3 separate regions of the Macaca mulatta genome follow, and all the other regions are linked to region 3. Evidence: chromatin contacts called from public Hi-C data. All regions are on one chromosome and are shown on one strand. The core of a region is the stretch at or near the end of the contact, and the rest is flanking DNA. Distances in the headings are between cores, read along the strand shown. Region 1 has its middle 200 kb from the start of JMJD1C. Region 2 holds the start of REEP3 (receptor accessory protein 3). Region 3 holds the start of LOC144331400.

Region 1 (4,502 bases), core at 952-3,451, 84 kb after region 3:
TGTCATGATCAAAGCCTGCTTATCCTCTATGTTTCAGCTCCACTGTTTCTCCCTCTGGGAAACATTCCCAGATCTTTAATCCCCATACCCTGCATAATTAATCATTGCTTCCTTGGAGTTCCCATGGCACTTGGTTCACACTGCTAGCATGCACTTATCACCTTGTTAAGCAACACATCCATGGCCTCCCCTAGATTACCAGTTTCCTGAGCACAGAGACCTTGTCTTACTTGTCTTTACAGCTTAAGCCCTACTGGGCTGCTCTCCATGGGACTGAGCCTGCTGGCCGCACTGTGGCATTCTGCCCTTTATTCTGTATTAGGGAGCATGCCTTATGGCCAAGGCTTACTGAGCAGTTGTATAGGCCTTTCCCTGGTGATAAGAGAATCTATAGAGGACTAGGTACAGCTTGTCAAAATGCTGGAATTTGTATCCAGGTTGGAGAGGGCCTAACACATTTGGGAAGAAACAAAATTGGGGTAAGAAGCAGCCCGATTTTTTAGAGTAAGTTCTTAAAGGGTCAGTGGGACCCAATGCCTTGAGGAATGCTACTGGTACAGAAGATGACCTAGTTTGTAAAAAGAACAGCATAATATTTTAAAAAAAGGGTTTCCTCCTTTTGACCTTTTTCCAGTATGATTGTATTGCTATTAACTTTATTACTGAAGCTTTAATGCCCACGATACCAGGAAGCACTTCTAGAAACAGCTGTGAATGTGGCCATTCATGGGTTTTTCCCCCGCCATCAGGGCATGTGGGGAGGGATTTCTGTTTCCGCTGCTATGGTGCCCGTGTTTTTCCTGTGAGTACTAATGAAAGGCCTTTAAATTAGACCACACAGAGTTAAGGGAAATTGTTTATTCCTTCGTTTTCATCATACCAAGGAACTTCAGAGATTTGAATCTATACACTTTGGCCTCTATGGAGTTTTAGAACAAAGGTGTGATGTCCAGAAAGATAAGAATCAGCAGGTCACATGGCTTTTCTGAAGGTTTATTCAGTCATCCCAGGACATCTAAAGGCAGGCAGATGCCAAAGTACACATGGGGCACTGGGTGTGAGCCTGATGAGAGCAGAGACCGGGAGGCCTAATGGAGGGGCTGGCACAGTGACAGTCTGCAGGACTAGTCTGGCCTGTGCAGCAGCTGCACATGTTCCTGGGATCAGAGCCAGCTGGTGGCTCATGGCAATGGTTTCTGGGTCCTGGTTCTACCCCAAGACAGGCTCGAGCTCCTTAGCCCTGACCTGGCAATAGCTTTGTTCTAACTCCATGCTTAAGTTTGGCTGCTGAGCCAGAAGATGAAGGCAGAACCTTGCACTGTCACCCATGGCCTCCTTCCAGCCTGATACACAGGCTGCCCCAGGTAGGGCCAGGGATCAGTGGGAGAGACCAGTCCTCCAGGGTGAAACTTCCATCATCCTCAGAACTTTTGTAGTGGTTTTGCCCTCTTTGGGTCATCTGGGGGCACATCAGTGTTGCTATCTGTGCATAGGGCCTCAGGTTAAAGTAGAAGTCAGACAGGATGGAGCAGAAATCTGGCAGGAGATCCCCTGGCTCTAACCAATCCAGAAACATTCAGAGATGACTCCGAGACTGGATTTCAAACCTGGCTTTGGTTTTGCAAGAAATGCCACCCCAAATCTGGTTCTCCAAAACATAGTATCAGGAAACCCTCAAAATAAGATGGATTTTAATCTCTATTAGAACATTTCCCAAACATTCCAAATAAAACATCACTAGTGACACTATTGGATATTGATGCTTTCAGTCTTTCCTCAAGTGTGGATAAAGCATCTTCAGAACATTTTAGTAGCTTTATTGATTGGAACAGGCAATCTAAGTAAAAGCAAAGTGCTTGCTATGCAAATAAAGCTTCTAGACAAGGCTCCAGTCTCCCTCTGGCAGCAGCTTGCCATCCCAAACCCCTCCCATCTGGGACTCTGAAATCTGCTTTAAAATATAGTCTTTATTTGCATGTCCCAACACCCCCCTCCTTGTTTTAGTCTAATTCTCCCAGGTTGAGAGAAAACACAATAAAGGAAAATTTTTGTTGTTGTTTTCAGCGCTTCCCTTTTCACAGACTCTTTTTTTGGAAACCACAACCTCGGATCCCAGCAGAGGTTCCTGGGGACTTGAAGAACATCAATCAGTTTCGCAGCTGGAGGCTGAGGCTTTCCTCAGGGAAGACTTTTTACATAAAACAGATTGTACTTTGTCCTTGCCAGGGCAGACAAAGGTTTAAATTAAATATGCAGAAAGCTCCAGTTGGCTGCCTGCCACAGCCTGGGAGAGGGGGAAGGGAGATTGTGTCCCCACTCTCCTTCCTTTCTCTGTAGTTGTTTCTTTTTCCTATTTCTGTTATTACAGTGATAGGAGCCAGCAGTTAAGAGACCTGGGCTTTAAGCTGGGATTTTCTGTAAATTCACTGTGTGATGTGATACAAGTCACTCAGCCTCTGGGACCTCAGAGTTTGAATGAGATGATCTTTGAAAGTCTTTTCCGTATTTAACCCTTCAAGTTATCTCCAAACTCAGCTGCATGCTTTTCCAGCAAATACCCTAAGCCTCATCTATGAGTAATGCATCCTCACCATTCCTGGGGTGACTGGAAGGACCTGGCCTCTTTTCCCATATACCTCATGGGCCAAGCAGTCACATTATAAGAGAGGGAGGACCAGTAGAACATGGTAAGTGACAACTGACCTTGTATCTCAGTTTTAGGGGGTATAAGAGAATGGTGGGGATTGTGGCAAACTGAAGAGAAACAGTCTTCCCCAAAAGGGGCATCCTCTACCCAAGTTGACTCAAGTCAGTTGTTGCCACTGGGAATGTGGGTCACTGGGACAGCCAGTTCTTCGTGTGGTGTTTTTTATTTTTATTTATTTACTTATTTTTGAGATGGAGTCTCACACTTTCTCCCAGGCTGGAATGCACTGGTGCTATCTCGGCTCACTGCAACCTCCACCTCCTGGGTTCAAGTTATTCTCCTGCCTCAGCCTCCCGAGTAACTAGTATTACAGACATGTGCCACCATGTCTGGCTACTTTTTTGTATTTTTAGTAGAGATGGGGTTTCACCACGTTAGCCAGGCTGTTCTCGAAATCCTGACCTCAAGTGATCCATGCACCTCAGCCTCCCAGAGTGCTGGCATTACAGGCATGAGCCACCATGCCTTGCCCAGTTCTTTTTTATAGCGTCAAAGTGCTAAACTTTTAAATATTGGCAATGAATTAAGAAAAACTGTGTGTGCTTCACAAAATAGATAAATAGATCTGTGGGCTGAATTCAACTTGAAGATCAGTATGCCAGGTCTTCATGGGCCTTAAGAAGATAAGGTCTTTTCTGTCTCAGAATTACTCAGAAAACCTATGTATTTAAAAGTGTGTTGTAAGCTGCAGCAAAGTACTAGAGACATAAAAAGCAGAACCTTAAAAGGTTGTTCATCATATTTTTCAATATAGAAATTTTACACTGGAGGGTAGGTTTCAGGAAGATAACTTGATCCCTAATCAACTTCCAAATCAAGTCATGGCCTGGGAGTTAATGATTCTGTTCTTTTGTTGATTAAAAATAATTTATAATTTCTACCTCCATATCAAAAATTGATTTCATACTATTAGCCTTGTGGGGAAAAGCAGGCTATAATATAATGTATATTTGAACTTCATATTTCTATATTCTGTGGGAAGTGCAGCTTTTTATGTTATGATTAACAGATTAAATGAAAGGATCATTTTAGTATAAAATTGAATATGGAAAAGTGATATGAGTAATATCCATTTTAGTCAATATTTCTGCCATTAGAATTCACATGAATATAATGTATATCTTCTACAATACTATAATAATTGCAAAAATAAGTATGCAAAGTACAAAAGCAATATGAGAGAAGTTCTATTTTCTTTATACTAAACTATTAAACCTTATCTGCAGAAAGACAGACAGAAGAACAGAGAGAGAAAGAATCAAATGAAAGATGAATTTAGTCTTTTAAAACATATATGGTAGCTGGACGGGGCGGCTCACACCTGTAATCCCAGCACTTTGGGAGGTCAAGGTGGGCAGATCACAAGGTCAGGAGATCAAGACCATCCTGGCTATCATGGTGAAACCCTGTCTCTACTAAAAATACAAAAAATTAGCCGGGCGTGGTGGCGGGAGCCTGTAGTCCCAGCTACTTGGGAGGCTAAGGCAGGAGAATGGTGTGAATCCAGGAGGCGGAGCTTGCAGTGAGCCAAGATTGCGCCACTGCACTCCAGCCTGGGTGACGCAGTGAGACTCCATCTCAAAAACAACAACAACAACAACAACAACAACAAATACATGGTAGTAGCTAGATTACTTTTCTTTTTTTAACTGTATAAGAAATACAAATTTTAATTTCAGGAATGTGTATGATATACACTGCAGTTGTTTTCAATATATTTAAGTGATGTGCAAGTAATAGGCACAGGTGATAATTTAGGAAACAAGATAAAGTGATTCCCATATTGAAATGCCAT
Region 2 (4,102 bases), core at 1,398-3,897, 110 kb before region 3:
CATTGCCTTAAACACAATTCTGCTATCTATCCCAGTATAATGTAAAGAAGCTTGGGAAGCATGAATTAGATCTCCAGTTCTGTTACCAATGACCTGTGTGATCACTGGCCAATGAGATAACTTCTCTAAACCTCACTTTCCATCGTACCAAAAGGGAATAAACACTACCTGGCTTTTTAAGTTGTCAGAATGACTCAATGACATGTGTGCAGCACATGGTAGGTGGTTTCCAACCCATGGCCTATTGAGATGTGAAAAAAGGCACTGTTCCAGGTAAATAGAAAGCAAGCAGCAAAAAGTAACCTAAATGTGTAAGAGGCAGAAGATATAATAAGCATACAAAATAAAATTCAACGCACAGCAGTCTAGGGACATTTCAGAGAGCAGCCAGCAGTCCTACCTATCTCAGCAACCCCTGAAGGCATTAATGTGCTAGGATTAGCTGAAATAATTAATATTCACAATGATGATCTCCAAAGTAAAAAGGCAAGAAAGGCATACATTTTAAAGGGACTTCCAATGTACGTGGCTGAATTTTTTTTTTTAAATCTGATGCTTAGTGACTGTATTTCACAAATATTATTCAAATTTTTATTGGGCATTTACTCTCTTAGGCTAGATAGTTGGAAAACACAAAGAAATCCAGTACACCACGTCTGTTCTCAAACATTTTGCCATTCAGTATATTAGACATGGTAGAGGCAGAATGACACAGATAAGAAATAGAAATTCAAGTAATAAATTATGGGGGCACAGACAAAATTAGGAATAATTGTCCCTGAGGAAAAACAAGGACGTCTTCATGGCATAGGCCACTGAAAAATGAGGGTTCTGATAGGTACAGAATGGGGAGCAAAGTGTTAAGGGAAAAACAAAATCTGGGCAAAAGCACTGAGCATGAAAATACAGACTGGTTCAGAGAAGAGAGGTAGGGAAAGGGTACATTAGGAGTTGGGGGTGAAGGTAGTGAAAGTAAAGGCTGTAAAGCTATTTCAGGACCTGTTCGTGAAGGGATATGAATGATATTCAAATTCATTTCAGTTTTATTGAACAAGAGAGTTCGCCAACACGCTGGTGCTTATGCAGCACACCTGATCCTCAACGCTGAATAATGACCAAAAATAAAAGATTCAGAGTAAATGCAAATTACTACTAAACTTCCTGAAATAAAAATAGTCTTGACATGAATAAGCAAAAAGAACCTAACCCAACAGTAGAAAGTTCTGAGCTTGTTTCTTAAATAATGATTTATTATTTATTAAATAAATTACCCAATAAATAAATTTATTATAATAATAATAAATAAATTTATTTATTAAATAAATTACCCAATTTATTGACTGAGAACTGAAAGAAATTTAGGATAATCTGTTGTGTCCTTTGATTGTCTTCCACGCAAGTCACATTATTTCCTAAACATATTATTTAGCAGTGCCTCACATCATCCCCGAAAGGCAAGAGACAGACTACAGTATTATTATCCCCTTTTTATCACAGGGAAACTGAGGAACAAGAAGACAAAATTATAGTATGGTCACAAAAGCCATCATATTTTTTAGGACTTTAATTAAAGGCTCCAAGCCTACATTTCATCTTTTATTCTTCACACCATCTGAATACTAGAATTATCTTTTACTATCGTCTTAATTGGAAAAAAGAAAAATATCTAAACTTTAAGATCATTTTCTCAATTTGGTACTGTCACAAAAAAAAAAAAAAAGTTTTAAAAGTCTACCCTTGAAATGATATTTGCAAGAACAGCAAGGGTAAGCAGTAACCCAACCTCCAAAAAATACAGTTGTAAATCTTATAGCTGTAATACAGTTGTAAATCTTAAGACAGGTCAGGAATCCTAGACCCAGCCCTTACTTTGAACATCTGGCAGGCCTCAGGGAAATAATGGAGATTTGTGTCTGTAAAAGTCTTTGCAGATGCTCTAATGAAAAGGTGCCCTAAGAGGCCCAGAACAGTGGTATCACTACACTCACCACCGCAAACATGAAATCCTCCTCTGTCCCTCCCTGCCTTGCACCACGAGACTCGCGGCACACAAGGAGGCCTATGCAAGAACCTCTCGACATTTCCCTTAAAATGCGGTACTATAAGGACGCCTTTGGTGCTGGGCCTCCGTAAACACTGAGGGTACCGGATGTGGCCAGGCACACCTCAAAGTCTTGGCTCTCCAAAACCAGGGCCTGGTCGAGAGTCTTTTATTGGACACCGAGTTCCTGCGAATATCTCACTTTTCACACAGGCGCTGCCAATCCCTGCCCTCCAGTACCCTTCCTCAGCCTCCTGCCGCACTCTTGCCGCGAGGTGGGCGTCCCAAAGAGCTAAGGAGGAGGGTAAGGTTGGTTAGAGCGCAAGGGCCAAGGCCGCGGCCGCGAGGCCGTCCAGCACAGGCTACGGTCCTGCCGGTCCAGCCCCGGAGCCCGGCCGCCTGGCCCCGGCCCTGGCCTGGGCCAACGCGCCGCCGCCGCCGCCTATCAGCGGAGCGCAGGGGCGGGGCTGGCCGGCTCGGCGGCCAGGCCGGCGGGCGGGGGCGGGCTGGGACGGGCGGGGACGGGCGGGGGACCGACCGCCTCGCAGCCCAGGCCGCCGCGCGCACACACCGGGCCCGGCTCCCGAGGGCGCCAGCGCGGCCCCGGGGAGCGCGAGGAGCCGGCGAAGCGCGCGGCCTGCCGTTGGCGGCCTGGTCCGCAGCGCTCTGCGCCCACCCGTCCCGGACGTGGGGCCCAAGCCCCCGTGAAGATGGTGTCCTGGATGATCTCCAGAGCTGTGGTGTAAGTGCCGCTCACGGCGCCCTGCAGCCGGCGCGAGGCCCAGGGGAGCTGTGGGAAGGGGAAGGAGCCGAGAGGAAAGGGAAGGCCTGGGCCTGGGCGGGGACGGGGTGGCCCGGCCTGGGGCCTGCCGTGGGGCCGGGGGAGCCCTCGGCCTCCTCACCTTGGTCCACGTCGCTGCGGGGCTCCCTGCGGCTGCCGAGGGCCTAGCTGCGGCGACTGCGGCTGCGACGGCGGCGGCAGCTGTGGCGCTGCTCGGCTGCGTGCGGCGCGGCGCCCCTGCTCCGGCGGCGCTGGGTGGGCAGGCGCTCAGGGCAGGCGGCGCGCGCTCCCCGCTTCTGCTCCCCGCGCAGCGCGGCACCGCCCTGCGGGCCCGGGAGCGGCGCGCCTCGCAGCTGCTCCCTGCGCAGGCTCCGCAGACGCCGAGCGCGGGAGGCTCCGCGATCCTCCCGAGGATGCGGTGGCAGTGCCGAGCCTTTGTATCCCGCGGCTGATGCGTTGCGGTGTCTCTCTTGGCGGCTGATTGCCATTCGGTCACGTGTGGTAGGAGGAGAGATTTGTCTAAAAACCCGAGACCGCTCCCAGTCCAGGATCCCTGGGAAGGGTCCTAGTTGTCCCAAGATTTGCAGCTTACCGAGAAAGGTGACACCCGGCTGCTCGCCTAGATCCCCGAATTCGGCCCTGTCTTGGCGGAAATATTTGCTAAGTGATTGAAAGGCTGTAGGTGCCTGTTGCCTTTGTTCAAACTATCGGTTCATTTCATTGTTCTCCTACCAACAAGTGCTACAGGTCTGTAAGAAAAAAAAATTCCTTGAGTTGTGGTGTTAATCGTGTAAATGTATTTGAATACAATTTAAACTGATTTTCTCTCATCCTCCCCATTTTACCCCTCTCCCCGATTTAAAAAAAAAAAAAAAGTCACCAAGTAAACAATGACGTAGTTACAGCTAGGGTCTGTGAATTCATTATTCATCTCTGTAGTAGTGTTATCTCAGAAGGTTTCATAAAGGTATATGAAAAAATGTTTATGTGAGGGGGCAGGCTTCTCTGATTAGCTTTAGAATTTCGGAAAAATAACATTACCAGATTTTTTGTTGTTGTTGTTAAAAGGAGCTAAATTTTCTGAGTTTGGTGTTTATTTTGTTTGGAAGTGAATTACTAGTCCTATTTAATCCGATTTGCAGCACAGCATTCAAAATTTTTCATTTGATTAAATTGCAAAGTTTCTAGTTTTAAAGCCTCAGAGCTTCCTGTGTTCCCCTGTACAAAACTAAAAATCAAGATATAAACAAAAGGATACCGCAGATGCCTTCAGATTGTTT
Region 3 (4,470 bases), core at 247-2,746:
TCCCTATTATTATTCCAGGCACATTCCAAGGGGATTGAGTCACAGAGTTCACTTGGCTTTTCTCGTGCCCTGAACTGCCTGTACCAGGTGGAATACGACTCTCAACTTCAAATATGGAATCCAAAAGCGGTCAAAGAGCGCTTTAGAGCAAGCCCCAGATGCGAACTCTACCGCCACTTCTCCCCCTCCCCCACCTGGGGTTTGCTGGCTACGCAGCTGTAGTCCCACGCCAGCACTAAGGTCCGCTGGTCGACATATGAGGGTTTTCTTTGGGGCATCCTGTAGAACTGCCCTATTTTCTCTACCACTTTGAGAAGCCCCAAGGGCTGCTCGGCGGCGAGGCACAGACTGGGCTGGAAACTTTTCCTTTGGGCAGTGAGTCCCGGAGAGCCAGGAGGCCCAGGCTCCCCCCCGGGAGCCTAGGGGGCTTGAGGTTCTGCTGGCTTTTAAGTCAGCTAGGAGGGAAAACTCCCAGCCCCTCCCACGCGTCCGCCCAGACTCGCCGGCCGCCTGCCCCGGGCAGGGAACGCGCACATCTGGCGGCCCAGGAGCCACATCTGATGCACGTAACCCTCGGCACCCAGATGTCCCAGAGGCCGGGAGAATCAAAGAACGCCAAGGGCGGGGCGGCCGCGGCGCGGCTCCTCCCTCGGACAGCGGGAGTCCAGATGCGGGGGGGCGCTCTCCAGGGCCGAGCTGGGAGGTTGTGGTGCAGGGCGGGTGGGTGCAGTGAGGCAGGAGCCGCGCTGGGGGGCTGGGCTGACGGGAGGGAACCTGGAGCCTCGCCGGGGAGAGGAAGGCGGCGGTTGGGTGCTGGAGGGCGCTGGTGCCGTGCCAGTGGGCGGTGGCGGCTTGCGCCATCCCCCCAACCGCCGTCACCGTGCCCGCCCCACTGCGTGGGATTTTATAACCTAGGTCCCCGGGAGGTGGTGGTGGAGGGAGGGGCGGCGGGGATGTTTCCGGGGCGGGGGAGGGGCGCACTGCTCCAGGTCTGGAACGAGGGCAGGGCTCCCCTCTGCTTCTCGCCTCTGTTCCTGCGCTGAGACGCAGGCGTTTCCTGGCGCGGAGCGACTCGCCCCCCAGCTCCCCTGCATAGTCCTGGGAGTCGGGATGCGGGTCAGCCCAGATGACCCGACTCGGAGATCCTCGATCCCCTACCCAAGTCTTTAACCGGAGAGGGAGGAGCTACCAATGTCCTCCAGACGTTCTCCAAAGCCCGAGCTGCCTGGAGAAGCCTGCGCAGGGCGGGGGCGCCCCTCAGACGTTTGTTTGCACGTAGGGGTTTTGACGTTTCGCTAAGCAACAGCGTTTGCCAGGGAATCAGGGCTGTTTCGAAGAGCTTGCGTTTATTGGATGCTCCCATCTTGAACAAATCGTTTCCATTCGATTTGTTTAACCAAGGCGAGGGCGGACTGTGTTCTTACTTAAAAGTTGTCCTTCATCCAAGCTGTCCTCAGATTTTCATTTAAGGGTGTCATAACACCCCAGGTCGTTGCGCAAATGTTTTGTGACAATTTAGAAAACCAGAGGGGGGAAAATATCCTTAGAGAAAAAAATCATAACCAACAAGAAAATTATGTTAAATGATGTTGGTCCTTTTTCATTGGATGGTCCCAGTTGACGCATACTCTCTTCCAAACCCAGTGACTATTCAGAGTCTTCAATTTATGGCAAATCTCCCGTTGGGGGCGAAGTGCATGAATGGGTCCCACCTTATTCACCAGCTGAAACTGTGAACAAGCCTTGGGGTTTCCTCTCCCAAAGACTGCCAGGCTTCACTGAGAATCAAAAGAAAATAGGGTATTAAATGCCTGCGGTTAGTTTTCAAATATGAACTCTTCCATTGCCTACTTCTGTGACTCGTGGCAAATTACTCAATCTCTTATGCCCCTGGTGCTGCTTAGAGACAGGGTCTCACTGTGTTGCCCAGGCTAAAGTACAATGGCACGATCCTAGCTCGTTGCAGTCTCAAACTCCTGGGCTCAGACTATCCTCTGGCCTCAGCCTTCCAACGAGCTAGGGTTACAGTCGCATGCCACCACACCTGGTTAATTTTTTATTTTTGTTTTTTAGAGATAGGGAGTCTCACTGTGTTGCCCAGGCTCGCCTGAAACTCCTAGCCTCAAGCATTCCTCCCAGCTCAGCCTCCCAAAGTGTTGGGATTACAGGCGTGAGCCACCATGCCTGGCAAGCTTCATTATTTCTAAAATGTAACTGTACATTTTAGAGTAGCATAGGGGTGGTGTAAGGGTTAAGGATTAATGATAGTACAAATCAAGTGCTTAACACAAAGTTTGATGCATAGGAAGGACATAATTGTCATTATCAATGTGAGTAGACTGTTTACCACCAAAATGAAAGGTGTGGGCAATGGTAACTAGGTAGCCTCCAGAGATCCTTTTTTAAAAGGAGTATGAGTTTTAATACACTGGTTGAATGAATAAAACCCACAACACTCTAGGCACATCTCCAGTCCTTCCCCTGGCAGAGTTTTCAGTCTAACTAGAGGAAATTGGATGAAATGATAGTGATGCACACATAGTCTTTCATCATACTGTGAAAGCCTTTTAAAACATGGATTTGACTTCTGGGTTTCCCATTATAACCTCTTCCCAAAGAAGATGATTCGTTCTTTCAGAATATTTCACTAGGGTGATGATAAGGTATTACAGATGTATGCTGAAAACATCTCTTTTTCTGCAGAGCCCCTTCTTCCTTTGGAATTTTAGAAGAATCTGATCAAGGCAACCTCTGTATTAAGTGAAAATTTGGGAACTCAAAAATATATTAGATGCACAGAAAGTGCAATTCTGAAAAGGTCAGGGCTATTGTGTATAGAGGGGAGCTGCTGAAACTATAGGAGTCTTTTAAATTTTTCAGGCTCAGCTTCCTTTGCTTTAAAGTTAAAGAAGGGTTGGACTGGTTCTTCCTTCCTACACTCAAACTCTTTGGTTTCAAAGGTAGCTGTGTCCAAGGGGTATTTTCTGTGTATTCCAGAGCCCTGACCAGGAAGGGAAGGACTTTGAGAGGCTTTGGGCTTGACAAAATATCATGGCCAAGTGTGGTGGCTCACACCTGAAATCCCAGACTTTGGGAGACTGACACAAGAGGATCGTTTGAGCCCAGGAGTTTGAGATTAGTGGGCAACATAGTGAGACCCTGTCTCTTAACCAAAAAAAAGAAAGAGAAAAAAAAAATCGTGGAGTGATGAGAGAAGCTAAGGAACTCAGACCAGTACTGAATTATAACCAGGTGTATGTACTAACGTATTTCTTTTTGTTTGTTTGTTTTTGTTTTGAGACAGAGTCACGCCCTGTCACCAGACTGGAGTGCAGTGGCACAATCTCGGCTCACTGCAACCTCCGCCTCCGGGGTTCAAGCGATTCTCCTGCCTTGGCCTCCTGAGTAGCTGGGGCTACAGGTGCATGCCACCATGCCAGCTAGATTTTTTAAAATTTATTTTTAGTAGAGATAGGGTTTCACCATGTTGGCCAGGATGGTTTCGATCTCTTGACCTCGTGATCCACCCACCTCAGTCTCGCAAAGTGCTGGGATTACAGGCATGAGCCACCGCGCTGGCCGTATTTCTTTCTTCAGTTTTTTTCTCTTTTTTTTTTTTGAGATGAAGTCTCACTCTGTCGCGATTCTCCTGCCTCAGCCTCCCAAGTGGCTGGGACTGCAGGCGCATGCCACCACGCCAGGCTAAATTTTGTATTTTTAGTAGAGATGAGATTTCACCATGTTGGCCAGGCTTGTCTGGAACTCCTGACCTTGTGATCTGCTTGCTCAGCTTCCTAAAGTGCTGGGATGACAGGCATGAGCCACAGTGCCCGGCCAACGTATTTCTATATATATAGTGGATATATTAATATATACGTTATATATTTTTTAAAAATAAGAGGTACATATGTATTTATTTCTAGCATATCTATAGTAGAGATTCTGTATACACACAGATCACCCGGTAAGTTTTCCTAATACCTTACCTACAAAAAAGGTAGAATTTTCTTCTTCTGTCTATGATCGTGGCCTGAAGGATGACTTTTCAGCAGCAGAAGGGACTGGAATGGAAGGTGTCCATGATTTTGGCTGGAAGAGAGAAGTGTGCCCTCTTGTGGGTCGCCTGTCACGTTCTCAGAAAGTTCCTCAAGATACAACTGTGGCCTTTGTGGTCAGGGCTCTAGTCCCATTTTACCTTCAGATGTCTCCGCAATTTTTTTCTCATCATCTTCCCTGAAAAATATTTCCCAAATAATAACACAGCTCCCTCAGCTCCCTAAATTATCTCTCTCACACTCCACATCCAGTGGATCAGCCCCTCCTCTCAGGTCTAATTTTTTTTTTAAACTTTTATAAGTTTAATGTTGTCACTGTATGTTTACATATTCATTGGTACAATTTACATCAAGTTTTATACTTATCCTTTTTTGCAAATATATCATGTACACAAAGATACATATTCAATAACTG

What was found. Hi-C and Micro-C count contacts between places; a contact is called where the count stands out from the background.
Region 1: a contact with region 3 is called in a Hi-C map of fetal cortex germinal zone, with 2.7 times the contacts expected there. The contact joins the enhancer-like site here to the promoter of LOC144331400 in region 3. A contact is called at or near these places in 7 of 14 Hi-C or Micro-C datasets (blood, cortical neurons, fetal cortex germinal zone and 3 more).
Region 2: a Hi-C map of fetal cortex germinal zone shows a contact between it and region 3, with 4 times the contacts expected there. The contact joins the promoter of REEP3 here to the promoter of LOC144331400 in region 3. A contact is called at or near these places in 4 of 14 Hi-C or Micro-C datasets (CD4 T cells, fetal cortex germinal zone, fetal cortical plate and 1 more).

What each region holds. Positions count from the first base shown.
Region 1 is chr9:86,077,995-86,082,496 of T2T-MMU8v2.0, reverse strand. No RefSeq gene overlaps it. Among named protein-coding and RNA genes, the nearest start is that of JMJD1C, 200 kb to the left of the region's middle. Within about 2 kb of position 2,201, at least 11 of the 40 cell types and tissues checked have an H3K27ac peak or open chromatin away from gene starts, as enhancers often do. A contact at or near this core is called in fetal cortex germinal zone, where this site is marked.
Region 2 is chr9:86,274,983-86,279,084 of T2T-MMU8v2.0, reverse strand. It overlaps REEP3 (receptor accessory protein 3), which reads left to right and starts at 2,647. Exons shown (of 8, transcript NM_001261663.1): 1 at 2,647-2,783. The coding sequence starts at 2,752. It overlaps JMJD1C (jumonji domain containing 1C), which reads right to left and starts at 3,091. Exons shown (of 26, transcript XM_077946712.1): 1 at 2,944-3,091.
Region 3 is chr9:86,160,950-86,165,419 of T2T-MMU8v2.0, reverse strand. LOC144331400 reads right to left here and starts at 1,496. Exons shown (of 2, transcript XM_077947934.1): 1 at 1-1,496. The coding sequence starts at 861. The coding sequence ends at 49.